2 separate regions of the Pan troglodytes genome follow, and region 2 is linked to region 1. The links are chromatin contacts, called in public Hi-C maps. All regions are on one chromosome and are shown on one strand. Each heading gives the region's core, a stretch centred on a gene start, on an enhancer-like site or on the middle of the called end of the contact. The rest is flanking DNA. Distances are from core to core; before and after follow the strand shown. Region 1 overlaps TMEM114 (transmembrane protein 114). Region 2 holds the start of PMM2 (phosphomannomutase 2).

Region 1 (5,533 bases), core at 1,432-3,931:
GAACAAAGCACATAGCCTTGCACGAGATGAGCCTCAACCACTGTTGTCATGGTCATCATCATCATCAGAAACAGTAGAAGTAATCGTCATACGGGCAGTGACAGTGTGGATTTTCCCCAGCTCTAGTAGGTGCTCGGGAAGTGTTTGTTGATTGAATGAAGGATGTTAGTAACTGTCCTCTGCCTGGTATCCTCTCTGTCTCTTCTAAGCCATGCATGGGACATTTGTGATTCTGCTGCCGCTCAGCCTGATCCTGATGGTTTTTGGGGGGATGATGGGGTTTCTGAGCTTCCTCCTCCGAGCCTACCTCCTCCTCCTGCTCACTGGAATTCTCTTCCTCTTTGGAGGTAGGTGCCCACCCTGCCTAGGGCTCTGGCTTGTGGTCTGGGGGTTGGGCAATGGGTACTGTGTATGAACCCTCAGCAAACAAGGGGGATCCCAGGGCCTCGTGGGGTTCAGTTTCCCCTTCTGGGATATCAGTTGGAAGAGATGAGTGGTTTCCAGCCCAGAATCACTTAGTCTCTGGTTCCAAGACAGGAGCAGTGCAGAGGGAGCAGCTTCCAAGAATCCTTTTCATTACTTCACCAAAGAAGCCGCATGTATTACCTTTGCCCAAACTCGTGATAGCTTCAAGCTTTAGGGCTGTGAGCTGGCAGGACACCCTCGCTCCAGCCACCCTCGCTCTATCCTGCTGATCAGCCATTCTGATAGATACTGCTTTGATCGACTAAAAAACGGGCATGACCAGGCACAGAAAGACAAACACCTCATGATCTCCTTTCTATGTAGAATCTGGAAGAGTCAAATTCACAGAAAGAGAGAATGGAACAGGCTGGGGGTGGGGGCAGGGGAGGGTGGGGAGATGTTGGTCAAAGAACACACAATTTCAGCTCAAAAGAAGGAAGTTCAGTGATCTATTGGGCGTCATGGTGACAGCAGTTAACAACAGCCTATTGTGTTCTTGAAAATCGCTGAGAGTAGATTTTAGTTCTCACCACACACAAAAGAAATGCTAAGTATGTGAGGCCGTGCCTGTGTTGAATAGTTTGACTGAGCCACTCCACAGTGTACACACACATATCAAACCCTCATGCTGTGTACCATAAATACATACAATTTTTACTTGTCAATTAAACAGCAGCACACACAAAAACAAGATGAAACAAAACAACAGGTGGACAGACAATGGCTAGGTTAACACCACTGGTTGGTTTAGTGGACCAGAGGTTTTGAAAAATGGGACCTGGCACGTGGCTGGCTGCCTTACAGCCGTCTGTATCCCTGTGTATTTGAAATGTTCCTTTAAAAAAAAAAAAAAAAGCAGTGATGACATGCTCCCTTGGAATCCACAGAGGGAAAAAAACAAAAGGGATGTCTGGAGGTGAAAATATTGCAAAGTTCTCATCTCCTCTAACCACTCACTATTATTATTAATATTAGCATTAATAGTTCACCCAATGACAAATTCTCGAAACCAGCACTGCCTGGTAGAAGTTTCTGTGATGGTGGAGAAGTTCCGTAATCCATGCCGAGCATCGGGAGCTGCAAACCAGGCCAGGGCAGTGAGTGCTGATGGGGGACTGAGCTGTTAACTTTATTTAGATTAGTTAACTTAAATTTAAATAGCCATGTGTAACTGGTCAGTGGCTATCGTACTGGACCATGTGGCTCAAATCTAATATCTGTGGAGAACCACCGTGGGCCAGGCACCGTTCTGGGTGCTGGGGAATTGAAAATGAGCAAAACCAACAGGAGCATGTCTGCCCTCTGGACACTCACAGGCCACTGGGGGAGACAGATGTTAGTTAAATAATTACACAAACATGCCTGCAATCCCAACACGTTAGGAGGCAGAGACAGGCGGATCACTTGAGGTCAGGAGTTTGAGACCAGTCTGGCCAATATGGTGAAACCCTGTCTCTACTAAAAATACAAACATTAGCCGGGCGCGGTGGTGGGCATCTGTAGTCCCAGCTACTCAGGAGGCTGAGGCAGGAGAATAGCTTGAACCCGGGAGGCGGAGGTTGCAGCAAGCTGAGATCGCAGCAAGCTGAGATCGCACCGCTGCACTCCAGCCTGGGCGACAGAGCGAGACTCTGTCTAAAAAAAAATTACACAAAAGAATGCAAAGTTGCAATTGTGACCTGGGCAGTGATGGGCAGCTGTATGGTGCTGTGGAATCACTGCTCAGGCAAGTCCAGGAATCGAAGCGTGAGCTGCCATGTGTGGGAAGGGTAGGAGTTGCCGATGACAGGCAGAGAAGCAGGGGTGAATGCACCCAGCGGGGAGACCAGCACGCGCAAAGGTCCCGCAGCAGGAAGGAGCAAGGACGCTGGACGCTGGGCAGCGTGGCTGGGCAGGGCGAGGAGGAGGAGGGGAGTGCTGGGGCGGGGTGGGGGATTGATCTGCTCTCCCTTTGCCCTCCCTGCAGCCATGGTGACCCTCGCTGGGATCAGCGTCTACATAGCGTATTCAGCCGCCGCCTTCCGGGAGGCGCTGTGTCTCCTGGAGGAGAAGGCCCTTCTGGACCAGGTGGACATCAGCTTCGGCTGGTCCCTGGCCCTGGGCTGGATCAGCTTCATCGCCGAGCTGCTCACCGGGGCAGCCTTCCTGGCAGCAGCCCGCGAGCTCAGCCTGAGACGGAGGCAGGACCAGGCCATATGAGCCTGGGCGCTGGGTCGTGGAGGGGAGGGAGGGGCTTGGCCCCGGAGCTTCACCGACCCATCTCCATCGGCTGCGGCCTCTTCTTCCTCAAAGGCCACTCGGGGAGGCCAGGCACCCCCTCTCCTTCCCCCACAAATCCCCGCGGACTAAGCTTGGGGCCCGGCTGTTATCCTAGTACCTGTGTGCTTATGTCCGTGTGTGTCCGTGTGGCCTGGAGGAGCCTGAGGGAGTGCCAAACCGCTTCGCGAGAAATAAAAACGATCCTTTAATCACACACAGAGCTTTACAGATTGCAAAGTCCTCACGCCCCCTCCGACTTCATTTCCTCCTCACCCGTGTCCCTTGGATCAGCTCCTTGGTGGGTTTGGGAAAGGGAGAGGGTGCCCTACCTCCTGGGCCCTGTAATGCGTTCAGCTCTCTCTGGGGAGCTCTGGCCTGGAGTTCCTTTTGCTCTAAAATAACTCTGGCATGACATTGGCTTTCTACGGGGTCAGGTTAGGTCTACAATATGAAGCTGCGAGACTCCCAAGGGGTTGGCCAATTGATAGAGTACTCTTCAAGACTAATCATACCTTTTCCGTCCTCCCCCAGAAAAATCCATCCCTCCTTTCATCCTGGTGTTCTGCCCCTGGGAATGGGCTCCCCATCCGGGTCCCCTGGGGCAGTGCTGTTCACATTTAGTGGGCCCCAGACTCTATGGGCTTGTTGATACTCTCGGGCTGATGCCACCCCCAGGGTGTCTGAGCCAGGAGGCCTGGGTGAAGCCCAAGAACTCACATTTCTAAGTGGCTTCCAGGCGATGCCGAGGCTTCTGGCCCGGAGCCACTGTTTGCATAAATGCCGAGGTGGGGCGTTTATTAAGTGACAGAGAACAGTTGTCATCTTGCTGCTCTTAGAATCACCTGGGTATCTTCCAAAAATCCTGCTGCTGTCTACATCCTTGATCTGAGATTCTCTAGGGCTGGTGTCCAGGCATCAGTGTTTTTTTAAGAGCTCTCCAGCCTATTCTAACCCAAAACCATGGCTGAGATTCTGTTCCTGTAAGATTCCAAGTCCTGAGATGTAGGGGAGGGCCCGAGGAGCCTTTGGCTTAGGAAACTCTGGGAGGTGCTGATGGTTTGGGGAATACTGGTGTGGATTAAAAGATGACAACACGATTATCAACAATATGGCATCATCGTCTTCATCATGACATCATCATCACCATGACGTCAACACTGTCAGCATCATAGCTGACCCCCACTGAGTACTTTCTATGCACCTGTGCTGTTCTCCATGCCAGTCGGTCAGTCAGTCATTCAACAAACATCATGACATCATCACCACCATGCCATGACATCACCACCACAACGACATGACACCACCACGACATCAGCATTGTCATCATTATAGCTGACATCCACATCTATGCACCTGTGCTATTCTCCACGCCAGTCGGTCAGTCAGTCATTCAACAAACACTCGAAGGCCAGTACACACCAGCAACTGGGGGGGCAATGACTCCTCCAGACCCAGACCTTGCTCTCTGGGGTGCCACGTGATTGAGGAGAGAGAGGCATATGAAATACGTAGCCCGTGGTGAGGACTAGCAGATAAGCAAAGCAGGATACAGATGAGGAAACTGAGGCACTGGCAGGTTAACATAACTGGACTAAGGGCATAAGGAGAGAAAGGGACGCAACTGGGAGTAAACTTCAGAGCTGCCTGATCCCAAGATGGTCCTCCCCCTACTTCCACCAACGCTTGCACTTCTTTACTGGCTGTCTGCTCCTTTCAGGACGTTGCTGCGACGTCCCTGTCTAATCCGGAAAGGCGCAAAAGGAGTGGGTTACTCACACGGCCACATGGGGCTAAATGAGCGCTGTTGGAAAATCAGTTACTATGCTGGGGAAAACAAAGTTTTTGCAAAGTGAGGGCAACCATGCTACCGAAAGGGCGGTCTCTGCTTCCACCTGCTGGTCATACTGTGGAACTGCTCCAGAGGCAGGATTTGATCTCCAAATTCGTCAAAAGACACGTTTTCAGCCCTCCTAGCGCCCAAGTGCTGGATTAAATACTGCAGGGCCAGAGTTCTCAGCTGGGGTGATTCTCTCCCCCACCTGACATTTGGCAGTGTTTGGAGACAGTTTTGGTTGTTCTTAGTGCGTGTGGGGAGTGGTATCACCGGCAGCTCCAGTGGGAAGAGGCCAGGGATGCTCCTCGCATCCTATGATGCTCAGGACATCTGGTCCCACACGTCCACCTTGGGACATGCTGAGACACTCTGCTAAGCGAGCAATAATGGACAATAACACACCAAAACATGTGTGCACCTCAGGAACTGACAACACAGAATGAGCTCATTCATTCGCCCATCCATTCATGCATTTGATAAATGCTTGCCAGATACCTACTGTGTCAGAGACTGTTCCAGGGCCTGGGGACACATTAATGGGGGTGGCCAAGAAAATCTCCACCCTTCCTAGCTCACATGGGAACAGATGATAAACACATGAACCAATAATCTATCTGAGAGATTCAGACAGTGATTAGTGTTATGAAGAAAACAAAACAGGGTGATGAGGCTAGGCGCCATGGCTCATGCCTGTAAACCCAGCACTTTGGGATGCCAAGACAGGCAGGTCACCTGAGGTCAGGAGTTCGAAACTAGCCTGGCCAACATGGTGAAACCCCATCTCTACTAAAAATACAAAAAAAAAAAAAAAATTAGCCAGCTGTGGTAACACACGCCTGTAATCCCAGCTACTTGGGAGGCTAAGGCAGGAGAATCACTTGAACCCAGGAGGTGGAGGTTACAGTGAGCTGAGATCGCACCATTGCGCTCCAGCCTGGGTGACAGAGTGAGACTCCATCTCAAAAAAATAAATAA
Region 2 (5,533 bases), core at 1,022-3,521, 230 kb before region 1:
GTGCCAGGCAGAATATCTTTTTACTAGAAATTTAGAAAATACAAAAAACCATTTAATTCAACCTCAGTATATAAACACTTGGAGTTCAATGATTTTTCTTTAAAAAAATTTTTTAGAGTAATAATGAATGTGATTAAAATTGTACAGAAGGGTTTGTAATAGAGTGCAATCTTTTCTACTCTCACAGTGGAATCTGGACCTATTAGACAAAATCTAGAATTGCAGGAGTGGCCTTTAAAAGTCAGAACACGGTGGCTCACGCCTGTAATCCCAGCACTTTGGGAGGCCGAGGCGGGTGGATCACGACGAGGTCCAGAGATAGAGACCATCCTGGCCAACACGGTGAAACCCCATCTCTACTAAAAATACAAAAATTAGCCGGGCGTGGTGGTGCGCGCCTGTAGTACCAGCTACTTGGTTGCCTGAGGCAGGAGAATTGCTTGAACCTGGGAGGTGGAGGTTGCAGTGAACTGAGATTGGGCCACTACACTCCAGTGTGGTGACAGAGTGAGACTCTGTATTAAAAAAAAAAAAAAGAGTCAGAACTGTGAAAATCAGAAAATCAGAAGCACTTTCCTGAATGGCATACCCAGTGACTAGAACAGCTTCCACCTTAGCACAGATAGGAAATGGCAAACTTGACAGGAACCATTATCCTGAGGCCCAGAGACTTGTACCAGGTTGGCTGTGTGAAACTGAGAAGGTTAGTTCTTCACTGAGTGTGTTTCCTTATGTTTAAAACGGTAATAACAACTATCCTACCTGGGAAGAAAGATGGAGGAAGGTTGAGAGGGTCCAGTGATATCATGAAAAAAGGGTGGCAATATAAACCCTAGACCGCTATGGCCCACAGACCACATTGGGCAGCTGTTTGTTTTTGTAATAAATAAATAAAATTTTATTGGTACACAGCCACTCTGTATTTATATAGGGTTTATGGCTGGTTTTGCACTAAAGTTGAGTGGTTACTATAGACCATATAGTCAGCAAAGACAAAAGTATTTGCTATATGGCCCTTTACAAAAAATGAATTGGGGACCGGAGTTTTAGACCACTATGGGCTTTTAACAAACCCAAGTGTGTGATCACTGAATTTCAGAATCAGAAAAAGCCTTTGAAGAACTTGGGAGTTGAGCGTCATCACTAGGTAGATCAAACCTGTGGCTGAGAAGGGCAAAATGATACGTCTAAGGTCACACGCATTTGACGTGGACTTCTGGAGCACACCATTGTTACCACCAAGCGAAAACTACGAGGGGTGAGGGTAGAAGCTGAGGATAGTGAGACCATTGGGGTCCAGTCTCAAGTTGAAATGGCCAGTGTTCAGTGGCCAATTTCTGAAAAGGGGCCAGGAGAGCCTCACCTCAAAGGCTGATCGTAACTGAAACTTATCTGTGCCTGTAGCAGCAAAATCTGAAAGTGGAAAGCAAGTTTCCAAGGGCCCAAGGAGGCTCTCAGCGGGCAGCCTGTAATAACCTAGGGCTCCTCCATCTCCCTAGTCCATTGCAAGGGCTGGAGATGGGTGTGGTGGAGGTGGCTACTATTTACTGAGGCCTAGTGTGTTGTGTGCAACATACTTTCAAGAACTTACACAATCTCATTTGATCCTCACAGACACCATATGGAACAGGTAACATCCCCATTTAAAGCTGTAGATGTTGAGGCTCAGAGAAGTTAATAACTCGCTGAAGGTCACACAGATGTCAAGAGGTGAAGATGAGACTCCACTAGGTCGGTTTGACCTGGAAACCTGTTTTTAATATCATGACTCACGGCACAGCCCATTGGTTACAGGATTGGGGCCGGCACATAGCTGATAAGGGGGCCTGATCTTGGGTTGAAATCCTGGTCTATCAGTCCCGAGCACTAGCGGTGAGTCCAGATTACATTTTCCAACCTAGCACAAGTTTCCTGCTCTTAAGAGTTCTTCAGCCCCGTCTCATCTTTCCAAGCACCAGAGCTCTTGAAGAGCTGGTTAGGGCCTCCCTCTCATTCCTCCAGGGCACCCAGAATAGGGTTCAGCCCCGTGAGGACGTAGGCGGTCCTTAGCCACCCCTTGGCGCCTACCCTGGGTGGTCGATAGCCCCAACTGGGAACAGCACGGGCTCCGCGTCGGCTGCCAGCAGCCCGCCGGCCGCCACTTACCTGCCGCGGGGCGGTGAGGGTCCCATCCACGTCGAAGAGGCAGAGCGCTGGGCCAGGCGCTGCCATGTCCCCAGTTTCTAGCCGCACCTTACAAGACACGTCGGCACGAGGAACTCGGCCCGGAACTTCCGGGTTCGGCCCCTGAGCCGCAGGGCACGTCGGGAAGAGGAGGGGACTCCGTTCCCATAACCCCTGGGACTAGCGCCAGCCACGATTCCTGGACCGCAACTCCCAGGGTGCAACGCAGATCACGCCCGCCTTGTACATTCGAGCATGCGCTCTTAGAGGTTCCGGGGGCCGGTGGGATTTACTTCCTGCAGCAGGTGGTGGGGCCATGGTAAGGAGGCGGGTGGCGAGCCTTGAGGGGGTGATGCTCTTTGGGGTCGGGGTCAGGGCTGGGGCGGGCAGGCCCGACGCTCGGGTTTCGGACTCGGAGGATCCGTGGGAGGAAGCTCTGGCGTGTGTTACAGTTCGCTTTTCCCGGGCTTTCTCTGCCCTCCTTGGGTCACATGCGCACAGTAGTAATAGCTAAAACTCGCCGAGCTCTCACAGTGCATTAGGTACTAAGTTGAGGACTCTGAAACCATCTTCTGGTTCACTGTGTTCTGAGTCCCCATTTTGAAAGGCGAAGAAACCGAATCTCAGGGGTGTGGAGTAATTTGCTCACAAATTACTGTTGGAATCAGAATTGGAATAAGAGCTTTTACTGCTTCACTACCCACCTAATAATACCCTTGTGCTACGTGTTGGGGCCTCCCTGCCTCGCTCCTTCTCCTTCTCCGCTGTTTCCCCTTCCCCAGACTAGGCTAAGAGAAAGCAGCAGTTCCCTCCAGCACCCAAGATAGCCTATGAATCAAACAGAGAATTAGAAAGTTTATTGGAATAAATATCTCACAGATTTGTTGCTCGAGTTCCCCACTAAGACATTGATTATTTAGTTTCCTGCTTGGGGAAATGTTCACACCCCCTTGTGGATACATTGTCCAGCCCAGAGGTTGTCCTCCCTAGATATGTTTTGAATTAATGACGGCCGCACCTCCTTTCTTGTATTTATTTGGAATTGCCTGGTGGAAGGAGGACTCTGCTGCACTCACTGACTGTGTGATCTTTGGTAAATATCTTACCCTCTCTGGGCTTAGTTTCCCTAGTGGTAAAGTGGAAATAGTGATAACTATCTTAGATAGCTGTTGTGATGCCCACATGAGATAGCATCTGGCTTTACCCTTCCCTCCTCTGGCAATAACGGTTACCTTGCAGGATTGGCAGAAGCCTTAGAGTATGGTGCTTTGCAGATGTTCACCGTGTGATTAATGTAGTTGAGTTCCACGAGAGAAATGGTCTACTGTCTCCCTTTCAGGCTGCCCTTCTCCGAGCTGTGCGTAGGTTTCGGGGAAAAGCTGTGTGGGAAAGGCCTCTCCATGGGCTGTGGTGCTGCAGTGGGCAGGAGGATCCTAAGAGGTGGGTGGGCAGCAGTTCACCCATCTCGAAGGAGAAACTACCAAACGCAGAGACTGAGAAATTCTGGATGTTTTACCGTTTTGATGCCATCAGAACGTTCGGGTTCCTGTCACGACTGAAGTTGGCACAGACTGCCCTGACAGTGGTAGCTCTGCCACCAGGCTATTACTTGTACTCCCAGGGCCTCCTCACTCTCAACACCGTGTGCCTCATGAGTGGGATATCGGGCTTTGCCCTGACCATGCTGTGCTGGATGAGCTATTTCTTACGGAGACTGGTTGGTATCCTGTATCTGAATGAGTCTGGCACCACGCTGCGGGTGGCCCATCTGAACTTCTGGGGCTGGCGGCAGGACACATACTGTCCCATGGCAGATGTGATTCCCCTGACAGAAACCAAGGACCGGCCTCAGGAGATGTTCGTGCGTATCCAGCGGTACAGTGGGAAACAGACCTTCTACGTCACCCTGCGCTATGGACGCATCCTGGACAGAGAGCGTTTCACACAGGTGTTTGGGGTACATCAGATGCTCAAGTGAACAACTGGGACCTGGACCTCTGGGTAACCCTGGGTCGCCTGGATTAACAGGAAGGCTGAGGGTGTGGGCAAGGCTGAAGAAAGGGGACTGGGTACTTGGAGACTTTGCCTGGGCCCCTGGGAACATGTGTTTTGTGGTGAATAAATTCACAAGGCAAGAGCTGGTGTACAGGTTTAGGAAAAAGGCTCTAAGCAAGTTCTTACAGCACTTGTTTGTGACATTCAGTCAGATAATGGCCAGAAGTTTTTGTTAAGAGCCAGTTCTTAGAAGAACCTATGCCAAGGTCACCCATAGAGTCCATTGGTGTGAAAGAGAAAGGCAAAGAGGTGTGGCGGGGGAGCGTAAGATTTGGAGTCAGAAGTCTCAGTTCTGTCATTTGTCCTGGAGCAGGTTACTGAGTCTCTTTGAAGCTTGGTTTTCACATCTGTAAAATGGAAAGTCCTGCTTGTTTCATGGGATGGGTGTGGGAATAAACAATAAATGTCAAACGTGTGGCAGACTCAACAGCCTACAGCAGATGTTATTAAGCATTTGGTCAGAGGTTTTAGCAGGGAGAAAGGCTTCGAGCAGTCAACAGGGACTTCCAGAGCCCTGCGCTGTGCCCCTCACATATCCAGCGGCAGAAAGGTCTGTCAGGATGTTAACTACACATTGACGAGCAGATGTCGTCCAGGTGGGCACGAAACCCCAGTTGAGATTTGTTCACCACCCAGAGGTCTAGAGGCTCTTGCTTTGGATGGCCCTGCAGTGTAATAAAGCCAAATGGACCGGATGCTGGTACGTTATTTTATAAACTTGAGCCAGTTATATACATTGCCCCGCATAATTAATAATATATGTTCATTATACAATTTGTAACACAGTAAAGAGGAGGGAAGGCATGATCTTTATTATTTTGCCACTCGAAAGTCAATAAGAATGTTTTATCGCTGGGGGCGGTGGCTGACACCTGTAATCCCAGCACATTGGGAGGCCAAGGTGGCGGATCACGAGGTCAGGAGATCGACGCCATCCTCGCTAACAGGGTGAAACCGTGTCTCCACTAAAAAATACAAAAAAATTAGCTGGGCGTGGTGGCAGGTGCCTGTAGTCCCAGCTACTCGGGAGGCTGAGGCAGGACAATGGTGTGAACCTGGGAGGCAGAGTTTGCAGTGAGCCGAGATCACGCCACTGCACTCCAGCCTGGGCGACAGAGTGAGACTCCGTCTCAAAAAAAAAAAAATTTTTTTTATTGTGTAGCCTTCCATTTTTCTTAACCATACCAAGATACACCTAACAAATTTATCCTTTTAATCATTTTTAAGTGTGCAATTCAGGGACATTAAGTATATTAACAATGTTGTACAGGCTGGGCACACTGTCTCATGCCTGTAATCCTAGCACTTTGGGAGG

What was found. A called contact is a pair of places that touch in the nucleus more often than the background predicts.
Region 2: a contact with region 1 is called in a Hi-C map of induced pluripotent stem cells, with 4 times the contacts expected there. The contact joins the promoter of PMM2 here to the enhancer-like site in region 1. A contact is called at or near these places in 4 of 7 Hi-C or Micro-C datasets (blood, induced pluripotent stem cells and stem cell-derived neural progenitor cells), 1 of 1 datasets of contacts at active chromatin or transcription factors (stem cell-derived excitatory neurons) and 1 of 1 other capture datasets (stem cell-derived neural stem cells).

Annotation. Positions count from the first base shown.
Region 1 is chr18:11,211,714-11,217,246 of NHGRI_mPanTro3-v2.0_pri, reverse strand. The region is part of intron 2 of TMEM114 (transmembrane protein 114); the gene reads left to right. Among named protein-coding and RNA genes, the nearest start is that of TMEM114, 21 kb to the left of the region's middle. Within about 2 kb of position 2,681, at least 3 of the 24 cell types and tissues checked have an H3K27ac peak or open chromatin away from gene starts, as enhancers often do. A contact at or near this core is called in induced pluripotent stem cells and stem cell-derived neural stem cells, where this site is marked.
Region 2 is chr18:11,437,903-11,443,435 of NHGRI_mPanTro3-v2.0_pri, reverse strand. PMM2 (phosphomannomutase 2) reads right to left here and starts at 2,271. Exons shown (of 9, transcript XR_010152260.1): 1 at 2,146-2,271. TMEM186 (transmembrane protein 186) reads left to right here and starts at 2,413. Exons shown (of 2, transcript XM_510804.8): 1 at 2,413-2,482; 2 at 3,503-4,645. The coding sequence starts at 2,480. The coding sequence ends at 4,141.